Linked DNA regions of Danio rerio: region 2 is linked to region 1. A link is a contact called in public Hi-C data. All regions are on one chromosome and are shown on one strand. Each heading gives the region's core, a stretch centred on a gene start, on an enhancer-like site or on the middle of the called end of the contact. The rest is flanking DNA. Distances are from core to core; before and after follow the strand shown.

Evidence for each region. A called contact is a pair of places that touch in the nucleus more often than the background predicts.
Region 2: a Hi-C map of embryo shows a contact between it and region 1, with 3 times the contacts expected there. The contact joins two enhancer-like sites. A contact is called at or near these places in 4 of 18 Hi-C or Micro-C datasets (embryo and hematopoietic stem cells) and 1 of 4 datasets of contacts at active chromatin or transcription factors (caudal fin).

Annotation. Positions count from the first base shown.
Region 1 is chr5:52,238,768-52,241,761 of GRCz12tu, forward strand. mef2cb (myocyte enhancer factor 2cb) reads right to left here. Exons shown (of 9, transcript NM_001130962.1): 8 at 1,671-1,806; 9 at 860-1,238. The coding sequence ends at 875. Among named protein-coding and RNA genes, the nearest start is that of si:ch211-202e12.3, 4.8 kb to the left of the region's middle. Within about 2 kb of position 1,679, at least 4 of the 62 cell types and tissues checked have an H3K27ac peak or open chromatin away from gene starts, as enhancers often do.
Region 2 is chr5:52,678,566-52,681,671 of GRCz12tu, forward strand. No RefSeq gene overlaps it. Among named protein-coding and RNA genes, the nearest start is that of mblac2, 43 kb to the right of the region's middle. Within about 2 kb of position 1,701, at least 17 of the 62 cell types and tissues checked have an H3K27ac peak or open chromatin away from gene starts, as enhancers often do.

The sequences.
Region 1 (2,994 bases), core at 429-2,928:
CAACTGCAAGTCCTAGGATTAAATGTCATCAATGGCTCTAAAAGTCCTTCATCTCCACAACTCTGTCCTGCTATTTTTATATTCCTTCTGCAGGAGAGCTTTTTTTCCTGAAATACTTCCTTTCCCCATAAGTTAACCAAGGAACCTGCACATATATCTGTACAATCCTTCGAAATTCTTGCATAACAGATTTGTTTGTGTGAAATTTGACCTTTATCGTTCCCCAGCGTTTTGTCTCTATGTACAATACGTTGAACCTGCAACATGACACCCATAACATACATTTAGCGAAGGCGCCCTCTGAAAAGAGTGGCACTGAAAAAAAACAGGTAAAAGGAATCTGTACATACTGTACTGGTACAGCAACTCAAGAGCTAAGCTGTCACCTCGGTGAAAAACGCTCTCTGCTGTGCTCAACGTCACTGAGGCAAGGACTTTACAAAAAAAAAAGAAAAGATCCAAGAGTACCTGACACTTTTTGTTGGTTTGTTACTCTGCATACATGTACACCTACACAACGTGTAAATATATATGCATATATGGTAATTCTTTACATAGTATTCCACACACTGCACAAGTTATGCATAGTAGCCCCGCCCACTAAACCCTCCCCAACCCGCTTTTACTAGTCCTCCAACCCTCCCTGAAACCCGTCAATCACATCAATATGTATAACAGAAACACTCTGATCAAATAATAATAATTAATAATAAAAACATTACAGAGAGCACTCTCTCCCCTCTCTACAGCAAATCAGAGAATAGGGGAGAGCAATGATTGTGACTAGTCAGAATCGGCAGAAAGAACATGTAGCGGCGTTTCGCACGGGGAGGTCAAGAACGCGGACGGGTCTGTCCTAGAGGGCCATTGCTTATCATGTGGCCCACCCTTCCGAGAGGCGGATGCGTTTGATGGACGGGCTGTCTTGATCGTCCAGGCCGGGCCGGCCCAATCCTAGGGGCGAGTGGAAGTCGGGACGGTGCTCGTCGCGGTCGCTTCCCTCGTGTGAGCTCCCGCAGCTGCTGAGACTATCAGCCGGTGAGCGGCCCGAGTCCTGTCGCCCCTGCGAGGTTGGGCCCTGGTGCTGCTGGTGGGATGGTAGCTGGCCGTAGCCGCCTGGTGTGGTGCTGCTGGATCGATCTCTAGGAGGAGAAACAGGTTCGGACTTGATGTGCAGGCTTTGAGTAGAGGGCAGGGACAGATTTGAACCCTGACATAAGTGAGAGCTAGAGCAATTTCTGTAGGAAGGAAAGGAAATGAAGGGGGTTATGGATCAGAATAAGTGTGCATGCACTCCTGTGCGAAAGATACAATTAAAACAGTGACATCAGATAACAATAATTATACAAAGCTACTGCAGAATGAAAGTTTGTAAATATATATATATATATATATATATATATATATATATATATATATATATATATATATATATATATATATATATATATATATATATGAGGGATCCCTTATTTTAAAATTCCAATGTTGACAGGTAGATGCAGGCAGTGTCTAGACATTTACGAACAGTATAACACTGCTTAAGTAATTCAAACTTTTTAATTGAATCTTTTACCACTAAGCTAATAATGATTAAGAGCCTTGCTGTTAGTATACCAGGGCCTTTAGAATTAAAACTGGAAGTGTGTGTGTGTGTGCGTTTGGCTCACCCCAGCTGACTGAGTGCAGAGTGCTGCATGTTCTGGATCTGATGTTGCTGCCAGCCACTCATTGAGCCCAGATGAAGTGTGTTGGCACTGTTAAAGCCAGATATAGAGGACAGATCCGCACTGCTCAGGGAATATTCTAGAAGAAAACACATGACTAGGGTTAACATTTGCGTTCAAAAACACACTGCTGCTTACTTAGAAGAACATTGTCTCCACCTGCTGGAGAGACGGAGCTATTAGATGCAGGATAAATAAGTCGTAGAGATAAGGCAGGATTTAATCAAACAAGACATCATCTAAAACATTAAGATGCAATCTAATAACATAGACAGAGGAATGTTAATCTATTTATTTTATTATTTAAAGGCTACTATTTAATGTAGTTTGAAATTATGTATTAAAACAAAACTTACAAGGAGAGAGAAAAAATGTTTTACTGAAACAAAGTTTTACTGTCTAGAATTTAATGGGTTTTGCATGGTTTTCTGTGGTCTTTAAACATAATTGCTTTATTAAATGAAGAATAGACAACAGATTAATAATAATTTGTTCTTAATTAAGCACAGAGTTTAAGAAAAGCAAGAAAAGCAACACATTATAATGCTAAAATAATTAAATGCACTCTTCATTTGATGTAAATTTACAGTAAGTGGTATGTTTAATAATATATTTTATATTATTTTATAAATAATTTCCTATATTATATTAAAATAAATGTGTTAATTTATTAACAATGATATAACCAGAGATATTTTGGTATCATTTGCATCAATTAGTTTTTATTATACATTAGCATTTTTATTATAAGTTCTTTTTAGAAATTATATTTATTAATAATTCCTTTTTATTACTACTTTTTAAATGAGTACATTAAATTACGTTTTTTAAAGCTAAACAAAGCTGGGAAATATTCTCTTATCCGAATTACAAAAAGCAATGTATAATGTGTATTTCTTTAAAGTAAAATATATACCTTTTTGCAAGAAATATAAAATGTGTACACAATGCTAAATTGTTAGTGTATAGGTGATTATAAAAGGGAAAAATATCTTTCTTACTTAGTGATTGTGTCTTTTTCCTAGTCCAGATATCTATAAATTCTACATTTCCTAAACAAGTAAAAAATAGTTTTGTTTTAAAAAATAAAAAGACACAGTTCAGTGAGTTTTTCCGTAAAAAGGCTAGATAATCTACCAGTTTGGGTAAGCAAAAAAAAAAAAAAAAAAAAGATTTGGTTAGAAATATTTGATGTATATCTTCACTGGCAGATTATTTAGATTGTTTTAATAATAAAAAAAAAATCTCAATTTTGACTGATTATTTC
Region 2 (3,106 bases), core at 451-2,950, 440 kb after region 1:
TGCTTTGCTTTTATATGGTTCGTTATTTCTATGCTGGATATGTTAGTACTGTTCTTTTTTGCTTAATTACCATTTAGCAAACTAATATGTGATTTTGTTAACTACTAGGCTGTAAAATCTTTAAATTCAGTCACACAAAACAAATGTATGCACTCAAAAAATAATGTTGCTGCCTGTTCAAACTACTTATTTAATAAGGGTTGAACCAAAAGAATGGCCATAGTGACCAGCGTCCTCCGGTAGAATGTTTAGAACTTCCGTTTACAGCATTTACAACCGGTAATTTGCGATCTGAAAATGGGTTTTAATAGTGTTTTGAGTGGATTACAGAGTGTTTTTGTAACACACATTGAAAGGGTGTGTGTGTGTGTGTGTGTGTGTGTGTGTGTGTGTGTGTGTGTGTGTGTGTGTGTGTGTGTGTGTGTGTGTGTGTGCGTGTGTGTGTGCGTGTGTGTGTGTGTGTGTGTGTGTGTGTGTGTGTGTGTGTGTGTGTGTGTGTGTGTGTGTGTGTGTAAAAGCTGTTATAATCTGTCAGATGTGTGGTTCAAGCGCAAGAGAAAAACAATATCGTAAGCCGTGTTTCTTTTTGTTCTGCTTAATTACGTGCCCCCAAATAAGATATTTAAAATAAACAAAACAAAGTGATGTCATTTTGCCTGCTTTCTTTAATAACTACATTACACAATATTTGTACTTTTATTTTCAGTATTGAGTCAAACATTTTGAAATAAACTAAGTACAAAAAATGTTGAACACTTTAGTACTTCCACTTAAGTATGGTGCTTAAAGAGCACTTCAACTTTTACTCAAGTCCCTTTTTTGATAGAGCACTTGTACTTTTACTTAAGTCTGGTTATCTAGTACTGTATTCATCTCTGCAAGGAACCATAAAAAATCAATTTGAAACTACTTAATTTGATCAACTTATTAACAACTTCACTCCATGACATTTTGCAAATAAATTAAGTTCATTTTACCTGACAGATTCATGTGAAAGATTCATTTTTTTTTAAGTTTCTGATTAAACTATTAATTATCTCTTTATCATCCTGAAAACATTTTTCTCTCAACATAATAAACGTTTCTTAAATTTCAAATCAGCACATTTGTAGGATTTTTAAGGAAAATGTGACACTGAATAAAGACTGGACTAATGATACTGAAAGTTCAGCTTTGACAATAATAAATACAAATTTTAAATATATAAAAATAAATTACTTGCAATTTTTATATCAACACACAATATGACACAAAATTACATTTCATGTTATTTCTCACTGATAAATATAGCTATGTTTAATCACTTAATTAAAAGTTAAATGTTCCTAAATGAACTTAAAATTGCTAATCAGCCTTCCTCAAAACATGCAATAAGATACACACAACGCAAAGCTCCTTGTGCTATTAAATATGAATATTATTTATGTTTGGTTAAGAAATTAGGACTTATCAGCTGTCCTAAATTGCAGTACTAATTCAGACCCCAATTCAGACCCCCTCAGGCCAGTCGTGAGGTCTGTGTTAAGTGAGGTGATACAGAGGATTTGCTTTGCGATTTGACCAGAAGACAGTGTGAGTGTGTGGCCTCCAAATCCACTTCCTCACACGGAGATAATTAGCCACGTTATCAGCACAGGACACCAGAAGCCCCCCACTGGAGTGACAGGTCAGGGAGTCCAAGCAGCTGGGGGATTGGGGGAAGATAAGATGAGAAAACCAGAGCGAGAAGAAGCCTTGTATGAGACTGAAGCGGCTTCTCTGGCCTATCAGGTCCACCAGGAGCCCTCAGCCCTCATTACCATAAATTCAAATGACAAATGTGGCCGGCGCTGGCAGAGACTAATTAATTCACAAAGGGGGGAAATCGCTGGCATTAGACATCAAATCCTCCACTGCCAGAGGACTGAACAAGTGTTAAAGCACCAGAGCAAGACTTTGCTTCTCCTTTTTTTTTTTTTTTGGGTTCCTATTTTTATTTTTTTTATTCTCAGAATAAAAGGACAAAAGCTGTCACTGGGATAGTACCTTCTCAAAAAGCACGCGTTGGTACTTTTTAGGTACTTTTACACTTCAGGTACTAAATACATTTTGAGAATGACATTTGTTGTTTGTAAAAACTACTTATTTAAATTGAGCTTAAACAGCTAAATTCTTGAGATTTTGGGGGGGACAACTTAATTATTTTATGTTCAATCTTCTTAAATTTGTAAAAGCTTTTTTACAATGTATATAGCTTTTCTGTAAACTAAACAGTCTGTATTGTGACTGTCTTTTTTCTGATTTATGGAAAGTGTTGTTGTTGGCTTTGGGCAAGAAATTCAACTGGTAAATGAACAATGGATTCAAATATATCAATGACTACGTTTACACGTAATAAGTAATCAAATTATTTGCCTTAATCCGAATAAGACAGTAAAATGAATAAGGTGTTTACATGAGTTGCTTTTGAATTTTCCTTTAATGATCCCGTTTTACATGTTATAGCACATGACATAACATCATTCCGTCACCATGCTTTCCACGTTTCCTCCGGAGTTTCATGTCATTTCAGATGTTTCATTTTTAATTTGTCAACTTTAACTGCAGTTTGGCACTTTCACTTTTATTCAGAAATACATCATGGATGTCCCCCATGACAAACAAGATATTGGATACGAGTATGAACTGCTGGAAGAGTGTTGTTTTAATGGAATTTGATACCGCATGCCGTATGGCAAAAAACCTCTGCATTCACAATGCAGTTGTCTATCTTTCACTGACTCTGTAGGTGCAGAAAATACACAGAATATTTTGTACTCTGTGTATGAAATATCCTATCACAAAATTTGGCAAAAATCCTACATGATGGTAATAGTTTGATTGCGGTGTTTACATGTCTGTACTGCACTTCAACAATGCGACTAAAATCAGGACAGTCCACATGTCTTAATTTGATTCCTGTTTAGTGTAATTATGACCTTAATGGGATTAAATTAATAAAAAATTGCTGTTTACATGGTAGACTCTTAATCAGAGAATTGTCCTATTGTATCAAAATCAGATTATTGGTGTCCATGTAAACGTACTCATTGTCAAATGATCAGATCAATTTACAATTTTCTGGTTG